Regions from separate parts of the Mus musculus genome. Here region 1 is linked to region 2. A link is a contact called in public HiChIP or PLAC-seq data. All regions are on one chromosome and are shown on one strand. Each heading gives the region's core, a stretch centred on a gene start, on an enhancer-like site or on the middle of the called end of the contact. The rest is flanking DNA. Distances are from core to core; before and after follow the strand shown. Region 1 overlaps Stpg2 (sperm tail PG rich repeat containing 2). Region 2 overlaps Stpg2 (sperm tail PG rich repeat containing 2).

Region 1 (6,078 bases), core at 2,480-4,979, 350 kb before region 2:
CCTCCAATATCCAAGGTTCCACACATCTCTACAAAGCATCATTATTCTCAACTAAGTCCAATGACGGAGCTACACAGATTATTACTGCATTACAAATACACTTGAAAAACATAACCAGAAAAGCCCTGATTGTGAGTTCTATGTCTGGATAAGACATGGAACTGGTAATTTACAATAATTGCTTATATCTCAAGACACTGGAGTGCTCTTATATAATGACTGGATAAATTAATTTCCCGATGAACTTTACCTACCTAAGTGATTGCTGATGGATTATTTCTTAAGAGTTTTGTGTGTGTGTGTGTGTGTGTTCTGAGAGAGCATGGTGACGAGAGATACTTTGCTGAAAGAAGGATAAAGTTATTAGGTGTGTAGCACAAATGTAGTGTGACATGTGACTATTAAAAAAGCCAGCACAGATGTAATGTAACACATGACTATTAGAAAAGCCATAAATGTATTCTGTTAACCATGGGTCAAATTTACACAGCTAAGTGGTCAAAGATGAAGGTGGGGCTGAAGGGCAGCATGAAACTGTTTGCATTGTGTGTGTTTATGAATCAAAGTGCTGTTAAGAGTCCACTGCATGCATTTACTTGACATCCTTCTGAGATTGTGTACAATCCAAACCTAAAGTTGATCTCACATACTCTTTCAGAGGAAGGGAGACAAATGTCTTTCCGACTCTGATTCAGAAGGTCCAATGGGGCATGCCCAAGAAACAGAGATAGACCAAAGTGAATTGTCACAAGTAAACCAGAAACCAAGACCATCTTCCTGTGTCTTGGACTGGCCCAAAATGATTAGACTCTCAAGGGAAAACCCTCCCCTCACCAGATAAATCACAGCAGTGAAGCTTTTACAATTGTTCTATACGCACGATCTGGCATACAATCAGAAGGTACTAGTCATGCAAAGAGGCAGGAAAATATAACCATCCATCAAGACGAGAACTGTGCAATACAAGCGGATGAACAAATGACCCAGAGATGGAAGTTATCCAAGGAGAACGCTAAAATAACTAAGATCAATATGTTATTAAGAGTTAAGGTAAAGATTGACAAATTTGATGGAAAGAATGAAAACTATAGGTAGTAGTCACCATAAATAACCCTCAAGTAGACATGTATAATTTTTTAAAAATTACAATATTGAAAACACGCAACTTAGTTCGATAAAGCTAGGAGTGAACTCGACAGAAGGAAACAGAATGAATGAACTATGAAAATGGTCAGTAAAAACGGAAAACAGAAACAGAAAAAACACAGAAAGAATACAATAGAGTGTGGAGGCAAGAGGTACAGGGGTGTTCTAGCATGCAATCGCAGCGTTTCACATCAAAGATATATTTGAACCAATAGTGAACCATGTTTTTCTGGAACTTTAAAGTATCAATCCACATACTCCAGAATCTCACAAAATGAATGGGGGATAAATAAAATGAAGTCCACGGCGGGGACCAAAGGGTTCCATTCATGCGGTAACTGTAAAAGTGATGGCTGACTCATCCTCAGAAATTCTCAAGTCAGTATGAAATGTGCTAAGTGCTAGGAGACTTTAAGGAACTTATAAACAATGGAAGTCTTTGCAGATTTTAGAAGTGAAACGTCCTCCTGAGATTGTGATGAAAATATTGTTATCAGCTAAAATCGGCAAGGGCTGAGTACGCAGCACTACAGGGAACTTTTCAGGCTGAATGAAAAGTGATTCCAGACCAAGAATAAAAAGGATGATATTTTAGATAGCCAGCAAAAAGTACTTGTTGATTAAAAGAAATATCTCTCGTGTCTTAGGATGTACAACATGGGTGGTGGAGGATATCATCATAGCATAAAGCCAGGAGTGACGCTAAGCTAGTTCATGGTTTTGGTATTGAACTTGAATGTAAAAAGGTCAGCAGTGCTTTTGAAATCTCAAGGATGAGCCATGAAGTGGAACACATACAAATAAGTAAATATAGCCACTTTTAACTAATGGTAAAGATGAAAGAATAGGGAAAATATTCTTGATTATTCAGTTAGTAAGGAAAGATAATAAATAAAAATAACAAATGTACATGGAACACATGGACATGTATCACAAAACAACATGTTATATGAAAAAATCTAAAATACTAAAATATACAATAAATACAGAACTTATCAGAGTATCTAAAAATACCAAACATACACTATTTATAAAGAAAAAAATGTGTCTTAGAATTATGAAAACACAGAATAGAAAACAAAAACAATGGAGTAAATGGTCCCAAACATGAGTTAAAGGGAAAACACTGTTCAATAAGCAAGAAGACTTTTAAGATAAAAAAAAAATGTCTAGGATCTAAAGTAGAATAATTTAAACGATGAATCAGTAATATTAACATGAAAATAAAGCAAGCTTTAGTCGTTACTTAGTTATTACAAGTTCCAAAACTACAAAATATAATACTTATTAAAAATAGGGAGAGATGTGTCCACTTGTTATCACAGTAGAGTTTTATATTCCTCTCTTCCAGAGACATTTGTATTTGGTAGACCCTATAGATTATAAACTAGTATCAAAGAAAAATGAAATTGCCTGAAATGCCAGCTTGATGTAAGTGAAATATATAAAACAGGTTATAAACCCAATGTAACAATTATCTAGTATAAGCACAACCAACACTGGCCAAAATGTATTACTCGAGGATCACTGACAATGAAAAGACAATAAGAAAAATGAAATAAAAAACAGTTACTGATTATATGATTATCTTTCAACATAATAAAAGAATGTGAGTGGGCAGATACTGTTTAACAGGTAAATTAAAGAAAACACTGTTGCTGACACAGAAAGAAAGCTATTCAAAGCATGTTACATCTTGAAGTCTGCAAGTCAATTATGTGTGGGAGAGGGTTTGAGATTGGACTGGAGTAACCATGCAGGCAGTCACCCTGCATGACTTGTAACATTTCTGGGGTATCTTTTTTTTCCAATTCTAAGACTGTACAGAAAAAAAAAATCAACAAGATGTCAGAGAAAAATCAAACTAATAGTTGAAATGTTTCAAACTAATAACATTTAGAAATTGGATTAGAAACACATCGGTCATAGATAGTCACTGCAGTAATGTGGGTGACAATAGTAGTCTTGCAGAGCAAGTGAGAAAGAACACGGGGAAGACGTTTCATGGCAAGTGAGAACAGCAGTAGTGAATTTATACTACTAGCTGATCTGCATAAACAACTATGGCAAGACAGATGGACAATGAGCAGGATGTAAGAGGAGCTGAAGCTAGTTCAAGTAGGGCAGAATTATCTGTCTTTGAGGCATGCCTGAAAATCTGTAGATGGAATAATTAGCAAAAATCAATAGAGTCTATACAAACATGAAGAATATTCAAAATGGATCAATGGACATTGCATTTATCAGCAGTTGAAGCAGTCATCATAGTTGTATGAGAATTCTAGAGAGGAGACACTGAGAAGAGAATAAAGGATAGAGGATAAAAAGAACCCAGATCCTATGTTTAAAACAAAAGTTACATGCTCCACTAAAAGATCAAGGGCTCAATGGAAGAACGCTCACCCAACATGGCCAAGACTCTGCGTTCCAGCTTCAGCATTAAAAATAAATGGTTTTAAGAGTAAATTTTATCTTATGTGTATTTTAGCACAATATAATGACTTAGAAGGAAAACAGTAATTTTCACTATACTTTCACTTTCACTTCTATGAACCTATACAAACACCCAAGCAATTATGCGAATGACTTCAGCTGGTTGTCCTCCCTCTCACTTATGAGATCATCACACAGCACAGACTCAGTCCTACAAGGTCTCCACCCTCCCCAAATTAGATGTCATTTGCAAATCCAGGCTATGTTCTGTACTTCTGACTTCATGACTATAAGTCAGTGTTACCTTGACCCCTGTATATAGTCTATAAATTTATTAGAGTCACTCTTAAAACTTGGGGAACATACTTTAGTTGAGTTTACCCTAAAGAATATGAAAAGGGGGCTCAAGCACTTCCAGATGAAAGAGATGTATGACAGAGGGGAGGGAGGTGGAGGGAAGAAGAGAAGAGGAGAGAAGAGCTTACTTTTTATCACCAGGCACACCATTCTACATATGTTTACATGTAGAACCATCCAGAAGCCCACCAGAGTCCTGCTCTTCTGAGGTATTACAGAGGCTTCCTTATGTAGCCACAAATTGAAGGCTATTGGTGAACAATTCAAACACTACTGATTACCCATTTCCTAGAATCTGGGGTAGATCTGAAGTGCCCAGCTCTAATTATGTCTTAACCTTTATAATTAGCCTTTATCTTGCAAGTCTTGTGGTACCCATTACTACCTATATTTTAACTAGTGTGTCATAGACACATCTCACTCTAGAAAGTCCTAGGTTCAAGAATCAATATGCCAAGCAGCAATACAAAGGCTGTACTCTAAGTCTCAGAATCACAAAGCCAATTAAAACTACCTTCAAAATGTAATCCTAACACACTTGTGAAGGAGATAAAATGTCCCAACATTCAAAGAAAAGAAAAGCAGATTTAGAAAGGTTATATTAAAAAACAAAACAAAACAAAACAAAATCGTTAGTCTTCCAGCCAACAATGAAATCAAGAGACCTACAAAATAAGCAGGCTCTTGAAGAAAATAAAGCATGTATGTGGGTCATGATCTCCCAAAAGTGAACGAGACATGACTAATATATGTTATGAGGACTTAATGCTATAAATTGAGCTGCACATCTGTTTTGTTTTGTTGTAGAACACTTTCAGAGATGAAAACATTACTTAAAGGAATTTACATGTCTGTAAATCATGAGTTTAGTAAATCCATGTGGTCGCATTATTATTAATAGTTATGGATATTACTAGCAAGTCATATATCCTTCTGGCTTTTCAGATTTAGGGTCCTGTATACAGAAATGTACAACCATCTGGGACAGACCACTCGGGAATTTTTAGCAAGATATAAAATTGAATTTTCACAGAAAGTCAACCTCATTGTAGAGACCACATTCCAAGTAAATGAGAAAGGACACAGCCATGCATTCGTGGGTTTTCAGAAAGGAACAGTAGCAAAGGGGATTGAAAGAAGAAACAACTGGAAAGTAATCACCCCATAAAAAGTCAACCAGGGGCTCTGGGGTAGTAAATCTGTAGTAAAGTTGTGGGAGCAATTTAAAGCAGGAACCTAGGAGGGAATGCTGCTCGGTAACGTTCAAGTATGGGATTTTAAGGCAATACTAAGATATGAAAATCTTGGGAGTCATGTCCTTTTCTTTTCCTAACATCTGAGATCTCCTTACTTCTCCGGTCATTGACTATGAACCTTACTTGCTAGCAAAGCACATTAGCAAATGTATTTTTTCTTTCATAAACTTAATGAGCAAGTACATAATTTTATTGTATTCTAAATTTGAAATACTGAATTAAATTTTCTTCTCTATTATTCTTAAATTAATGTATAATACTTTTAGACTGATTAAAGACATTGCTCTGAAAGTCACTCTAGTATTAATTAACATATACCATGAAAAGGGGGCATGGGTGGGAGTGGAGATTATAAATAAAATTAAGCCAACCAAGCCATTTCATTGTTCAGGATTTGCTTCAAGTGTACCCTGAGAAATTCCAAAGTTCTTTAGAGTACCCCTGATATACTTCCATGTAATCCACAGTGCAATAAAATTAGATTAGGGGAAAATACCATGTTCTAAGGTCAGTTATTAACCAATGAATTAAGTATTTCTGTCTTTAGTTAAAATATCCATTTTTACACTAATTTTTATTTGTCTGCATTACCATAGGTGATGAACTCAGTTACAAATTTAAGTACTAAAAGGAACATTGGGAAACTATTTATCGAATGGATTCCTTTTTTAAGATTATCTGTGTGTGTGTGTGTGTGTGCGTGTGCGTGTGTGTGTGTGTATACACATGTGCATATATCATATATTCATATATTACTATACTGTAGCTGTCTTTGGACACACCAGAAGAGGGCATCTGATCCCATTATGGTTGTGAGACACCATGTGGTTGCTGGGAACTCTGGACCTCTGGAAGAGCAGTGCTTTTAACTGTTGCTCCCTGTAAT
Region 2 (6,355 bases), core at 2,426-4,925:
GTATCCATTCCTCTGTTGAGGGGCATCTGGGTTCTTTCCAGCTTCTGGCTATTATAAATAAGGCTGCTATGAACATAGTGGAGCATGTGTCCTTCTTACCGGTTGGGACATCTTCTGGATATATGCCCAGGAGAGGTATTGCTGGATCCTCCGGTAGTACTATGTCCAATTTTCTGAGGAACCGCCAGACTGATTTCCAGAGTGGTTGTACAAGCCTGCAATCCCACCAACAACGGAGGAGTGTTCCTCTTTCTCCACATCCTTGCCAGCATCTGCTGTCACCTGAATTTTTTATCTTAGCCATTCTGACTGGTGTGAGGTGGAATCTCAGGGTTGTTTTGATTTGTATTTCCCTGATGATTAAGAATCCCAGCACTAATTTTTAATGGATCACAGCAACAAGGGGGACAAAAAGAGGGGCAAGCAGAGAGAGAGAGAAATAGAACAAAACTTTTAAAAAAGAAACCAAATCCCAATGAATGCTGGAGAGGCCGCAGGCAAAAGTAAAGAGCCCTTATAAACTATTTTTGGGAGTAAACAACTACTATGGCCACTATGAAAATCACTATAAATACTCTTTCAAATAACTAAAAATGCAATCTCCATATGACCCACTTGTAGCTATATAGTCCACAGTATATGTGCAAAGGACTCACAGTAAGCATGCCAACAGAAGTCCTAACACAACAGTATTTAATGCAGCCCTATACTTGAGTTATGGAATCACCTAAAATAACCATCAACAGATGAATGAAGAATATATGCTTGAGCTGACAATGTCCCCCACAAGAACCATAGGCTAACAAAAACCCAATGCCATGCATGAGAAAGACTTTTGAACATTTGAGCAATGCCATGCAAGTGACTCCCTAGATAACAAACACTACTGATAAGGCCTTTGGTTGCTTCTCAGAGGTTGAAGGTAAGCTCTGATTGCTGAAGTCACTGATCAGTTGGGACACCAAGCCTGAAAGGCTGCTCCCTTCAGTCCAGCTTACATGATACCAGAAAATCCTGTACAGGCTGCCGAGGGAGGGAAGCAACTAGAGGTCTTACCCAGATGTGATACCTGTGAAGCACCTGCTGGCCAGCACAGCCAGGTGCAGTCAAAACCATGCACATCTTGGTAGGAATCCACAGCTACCGTGTTGGATGTAAGGCCCACTCGAGAGCTGGGAAATCATGCCTAGAACTAAAACCTAACCAATATCCAGGGCTGGCAAAGTCACTGGAAACTTGTCAACTATTTCTACTTTACTAGACCCCATAATTCCTTACTGCACTCTAATCTTACCCTCACACCCACAGATAAGTGTGACTATCACACCTGATTGAAGAATTGTCTCTTCACAGCAAAGAGTGCACCACAGAAGGCCACAACTGGATACAATGCAGTCATCAATGATATAGCTACGTCACAGCTCATGAAGCTATGGTCTAAGGAACACCATGAAAGGAGGTACACCAAGACTGTAGGGGCTAGAATATGAGGGAGTCAGCTGTGAGACGCTCTCTCCTAGAAATAGCTACATAAACAACAGGATCAATGACAATGTCAGTAGACTAGCTAACATGGAGGGACAATATTGTAGGGCTCCCCCTCTATACAATGAACTATAGACAATCAATGACTGCTGGGAGAGAGAGATTGGACTCTCTCCCAAGGATGAGGCCCTTAAGAGTTTTCCAATAACAAGTGGGCAATCCTGAAACCATATATGCACAAACAACAAAACTAGTCTCAAGAGATTGTACTTAAATGTGTGCATGTGATAAATATATATCAATAATAATCATGATTAAAGAAAAGGTTACTACTAATTTGAGAGTGTGAATCACTGGTAGGCTGTAGGAAGGGTACCTGGGATGGCTGTAGATCTCCTTTCTACCATACACCTGCTAGGCCCATGAAACAAGTGCTGCATGCTTTCTCTCACAGTTATGAACTAAAGTTCATTTTTAAAACAAGACCTGAACTCTATGGATCAGCATAATGAAGTGTGTGAGAGTGTGTGTGTGTGTGTGTGTGTGTGTGTGTGTGTGTGTGTTTCTTGTGGTTTTTTATTCTGATTTTTCTGGGTATCTCTTGTTGATGTATACATGTTTGCTTGCTTCATAAAGAGAAAGTAAGAAAAGGCACAGAATTGAGTGTGTTGGAAGGTGAGAGGATCTGTGAGGGGCTGAGGGAAGAGAAGCCATGATTGGACTATATTGTATGGATAGAATTTGTCAATGAAAAAAGAAAAATTAAATAATAACTCAATAGCTTCACTTAGAAAAAATTAAAAATTGCAGATTCTCCTAACAGAAAATGTATGCACCCAAACACGAAGAGGAGCAGAAGGTGCAGCAGGTCCAGACTATGACAAACCATCCAACGCATGTGTGTACTTGGATCCCAGGAGCAGGAAAGGATACGGCATAAGAAATATATGAAGAAACCACAGACAAGAATTATTTCAAGTGGACAACACACAGCAAGCAAAGATGGAACAGCTCTGCAAATTTCAGACAGATGTACTGAAGAGAAAGCAACACTTAGTCATACCAAAGATACAAGTGAGAGACACAAAAGCATCCACTCGGTTCACAGGAAAATCCATCTGTAGCACAGCCCACTTCTCACTGGAAGCCACACAGTGGCATCATTAAAGTACTGAAAATAACTAGCACCCTAAAATTTTACATCCAAAGAGTTATTCAAAATCTATACAAAATAGGCCTTTTCAAACAAACCAAGCCTACAATAACACAGCAGCAGCAGAGGCAAACAAGAAGCAGCACAAGGTGCCTGTCTTTCAGGGAGGCATTGAAAACTCCAGTCCATAGCCTGAAAATGCAGAAAGAAGTGAATTTCCTGGTAATGGTATACCCGTGAATTCAGGTGATGCACAGCAACAATATTCAGAGTTTAAAACATACTATCTAGAATGTGATAATATATCAAAATGGCATGAAAGTGCTCTAAGTTAGGGTTGTTGGAGACATGGTGAGACTAGTTGTTTTTATTGGCTGGCAATGATCAAAGGATGCCCCTGGGACTCTGATGGGAAAACATGAAGCGGAACTAAAACCAATGAACTAATGGTACATTTTACACAAAGCACAGCAAAACTTTCTAAAAACTACTGAAATTCATGAGAGGTCCCTCAAAACCACTAGGGTAGGCTTGATGTACTATTTTCATAATCAGAATTAAAATAGGGTATATATCAAACTGAATCTTTATCAAAGAAGAAATATGTGAAAAGATATGAGGAAAATGTTTGAGATGAAGTTTACAAATCAAAAAGCATCTGCCAATCAAAAGACTAAAAACCCGTAGAGCAGTCACAGGTAGATTAACTTTGTTCATTTCTCAACTCTTTAACAAACTGCTGAATTTAATGGAAATAAGTTGACAGCAACCAGATAGCTATCGTGACGACCTTCAGATACCCTGTGTGTGTGTGGGGGGGGGGGGGGGACCTTTGAGAAAAAAAATCAATAAAATAAAAATGTCTATAAATGATATCCTGCTCCAAGTTGGCAAGTACGGCTAGTTTTAGGTACTAACAGAAGAGTCAAGGCTCCTGAGCTGGAGACAAAAGGTTTTACCCATCCTGACACAGCCCTCAGCAGCAGACGGTGACAACTCTCCTTGCTCAGAGGGCACCATGGAGAGCAGAAGGGTGGGGCCATTAGATACCAGCAAACCGCAGCTTCCTTGTGGGCAAAAGCAGGTGTATAAGGGACCTAAGTCTTTTAGGATGGGCAGCTAGCATGAGCTCTGCTTGAGGCAAGGGTAGAAGAGCTTTAAACGTTGCTTGCTACAAAATAATACTGAAAAGGGAACTGTGAAAAAATGTGCAAAAGCAATAAAACATTTACATAGAAAACAAATGCTGAAGGTGTCTGCTTAGAAAACAAATCTGTAAAAATACGCTTCAAAAATTTAGAAAGCTGAAAACATAATGTTTAATCATATGTTTTATGTACAATAAAATGCAAATTTTAATTCGGAGCACTGAATTAAACGTGTAATTCCTGCCTTTAAATTCTCAAACATATCATATAGTGGTTTGCTTCCCTGCCAGTGCTGATGCCTCGTCTTAATCATACCACCCAGAGTCAACACTTGCAAAATCTGATTCCAGCTTAATTGCTTCAAGCTATGACCAGAGCATCAAGATTTTAAAACGTCCTTAGACACTGCAATGACAACCAGCTTAGGAAACCATTCCTGCAAACAGTCAGCCATTTCACATTGTAATACTCTGAATTTGGGACATAGTGTTTTAAAGTCAGTTATAAAAATAAAAATGGGATGTAAGGTTTCACTTGTTTCTGGGTTATTTATGCCTTCCATTTCCCAAGCATCATCAATAAACATAAATCCTGAGTGATGAGAAACAATGTCACTTGTGGCCAAGGAGGTGGCTAAGCAGGGAAAGGATCAGCTGGCAAGGCTGAGGCTCAAGTTCATCTCAAGAACCTATATGGTAAAGGTAGAAAGCTGACCTTTGCAAGTTATGCTCTGGCCCTCACAGATATCACATGGCATGTGAACACACACACATACACACACACACACACACACACACACACACACACTGTTTTAAATGCTGTTGTGTAACCCAGTACCATTTCTAGTGAGTTTATAATAAAAATTCTCATAAAATATACTATAGTTATATAATTATATTATATATACTTCTGCATAATCTATAATACTATATAATTACATATTATATATTATAAAACTATATTGCATAAGCCTGTCTTAAACCAAAACCTAATTAATAAACTAATTCCTCCACTGAATCAAAATCTCAAGCTCCCATTCTTAACTACTGGTCCCTACTGCTTGCCTTACCCACAAAGAACATTCTCCTTGTTAGAACACTTACCATTTTTAAACTGGCCATCTGGTTAACTCTCCCTAAATCTCAACTATTCTGTAGCAAATATGCCCATTGCTTTGTCTGAAGCTCTGAGCCTTCACTTTCCCGACTACTTTTCCTTGAACATAACTTTAGTGCAGACTTTTATCAAACATGATGTTTGTGATCTCTAGAACTTCAGTTTGTATGGATTTTTATTTTGGTTTGGATTTTTTTTTCTTCTGCTGTAATTCATCTGCTGACTGTGATCAGTCTTCTACTTTTTATGACACATAGAATATTGTAATAAGAAGAGCTTACCATACTTGCCTAGCAATTCTATTATTACATCATAAATAAAATAAAGTAAAATGAAAAAATGAGTGTCTTGCTAGAAACCTATCACCTGATAATCACTAGGCCCAGGACCACGGAAAGCTTTTTTCTGAGCTGTGAACAAAGTTCGAGGCACAGAAGAACCAAATCCAGTTTTCGGTTGTTTCTTCAAGCAGGGTTTTTTAACCTGGGCTTTTACAATGTTGGTTGAGATATCATAAAAGCCAGGACCTAAAATTATAAAGAACATTATGTATAAGAATAAGCATACTTTTAAGAACTTTTTTTTAACTCAGTAACATTAAGTAAACTTTTTAAAAGGAAGTCATATATTTCTGGCTATATAGCATAGATACTTTTTAAAGTTTATCAACGGCTTTCAAAGTTAATGAGCAAACGTGATTGAGTGTCAGAAGCATGCAGAAAAAACAGTGACAACATTCTAAATTATTCCACTTACATGAAACTTTAGAAAAATTAAAGCACATGGGCTCAGAGGTTGCCTGGGGACAGGAATGGAGGTGGACACTAATGTCAAGGGTGCATGTGAGAAGTTTTACATGATGGGACTATTTCAAAACTTGTTAATAACGGAGGTTAGCCAGTGTAAAAGAAAGCTGGCAGTGTGGCACCATTTGTAAGCCATACACCATACTGAGCTGTAGTGGCCACTCCAGGAAACTGCTGGCAGAAGAAATCTCAATGTGCTGAGAAGGAGCATACTGAGAACAGCGGCGGCTACTTTCTTCCCCAGTGACAATATCCTGGACCCACAGGACATCAAAGCAAAGCTACCAAAAGAAACGATTCCTTCCATGGCTTACCTTAGTAGCATCCCTAAATCCCTCCCTAATGAGACATGCTCTAATCTTTCAGTGAGTGGCCTAGTTTGGTTTCTACTGCCGTGATTAAAACATTAGCCAAAGGTATCCAGGACATAGGAACAGTCAGACTGAAACAAATGTAAACAGCTCCGTGCCTGTCATCAAGCCCTTACAGTGCTCTGGGGTACAGAGGAAGCAGCTCCACCTCCCCCGCCCTGCTCCTGTCAGCACTCACAGCTTGCCTTGTAAACTTATGCTGGCTCCACTCCACACATCCCAGTGTCCTTGGTGGTCACCCCACACTCCTGGCATCTCCAATGTGCTGAGGTCTGC

What was found. HiChIP or PLAC-seq counts read pairs in DNA pulled down with a chosen protein or histone mark.
Region 1: a contact with region 2 is called in an H3K27ac HiChIP or PLAC-seq map of large pre-B cells, with 4 times the contacts expected there. The contact joins two enhancer-like sites.

What each region holds. Positions count from the first base shown.
Region 1 is chr3:139,662,897-139,668,974 of GRCm38.p6, reverse strand. All of the region lies in intron 12 of Stpg2 (sperm tail PG rich repeat containing 2), which reads right to left. Among named protein-coding and RNA genes, the nearest start is that of Gm32693, 110 kb to the left of the region's middle. Within about 2 kb of position 3,729, at least 6 of the 459 cell types and tissues checked have an H3K27ac peak or open chromatin away from gene starts, as enhancers often do.
Region 2 is chr3:139,308,156-139,314,510 of GRCm38.p6, reverse strand. It overlaps Stpg2 (sperm tail PG rich repeat containing 2), which reads right to left. Exons shown (of 14, transcript NM_198659.2): 9 at 5,269-5,429. Among named protein-coding and RNA genes, the nearest start is that of Stpg2, 110 kb to the right of the region's middle. Within about 2 kb of position 3,675, at least 8 of the 459 cell types and tissues checked have an H3K27ac peak or open chromatin away from gene starts, as enhancers often do.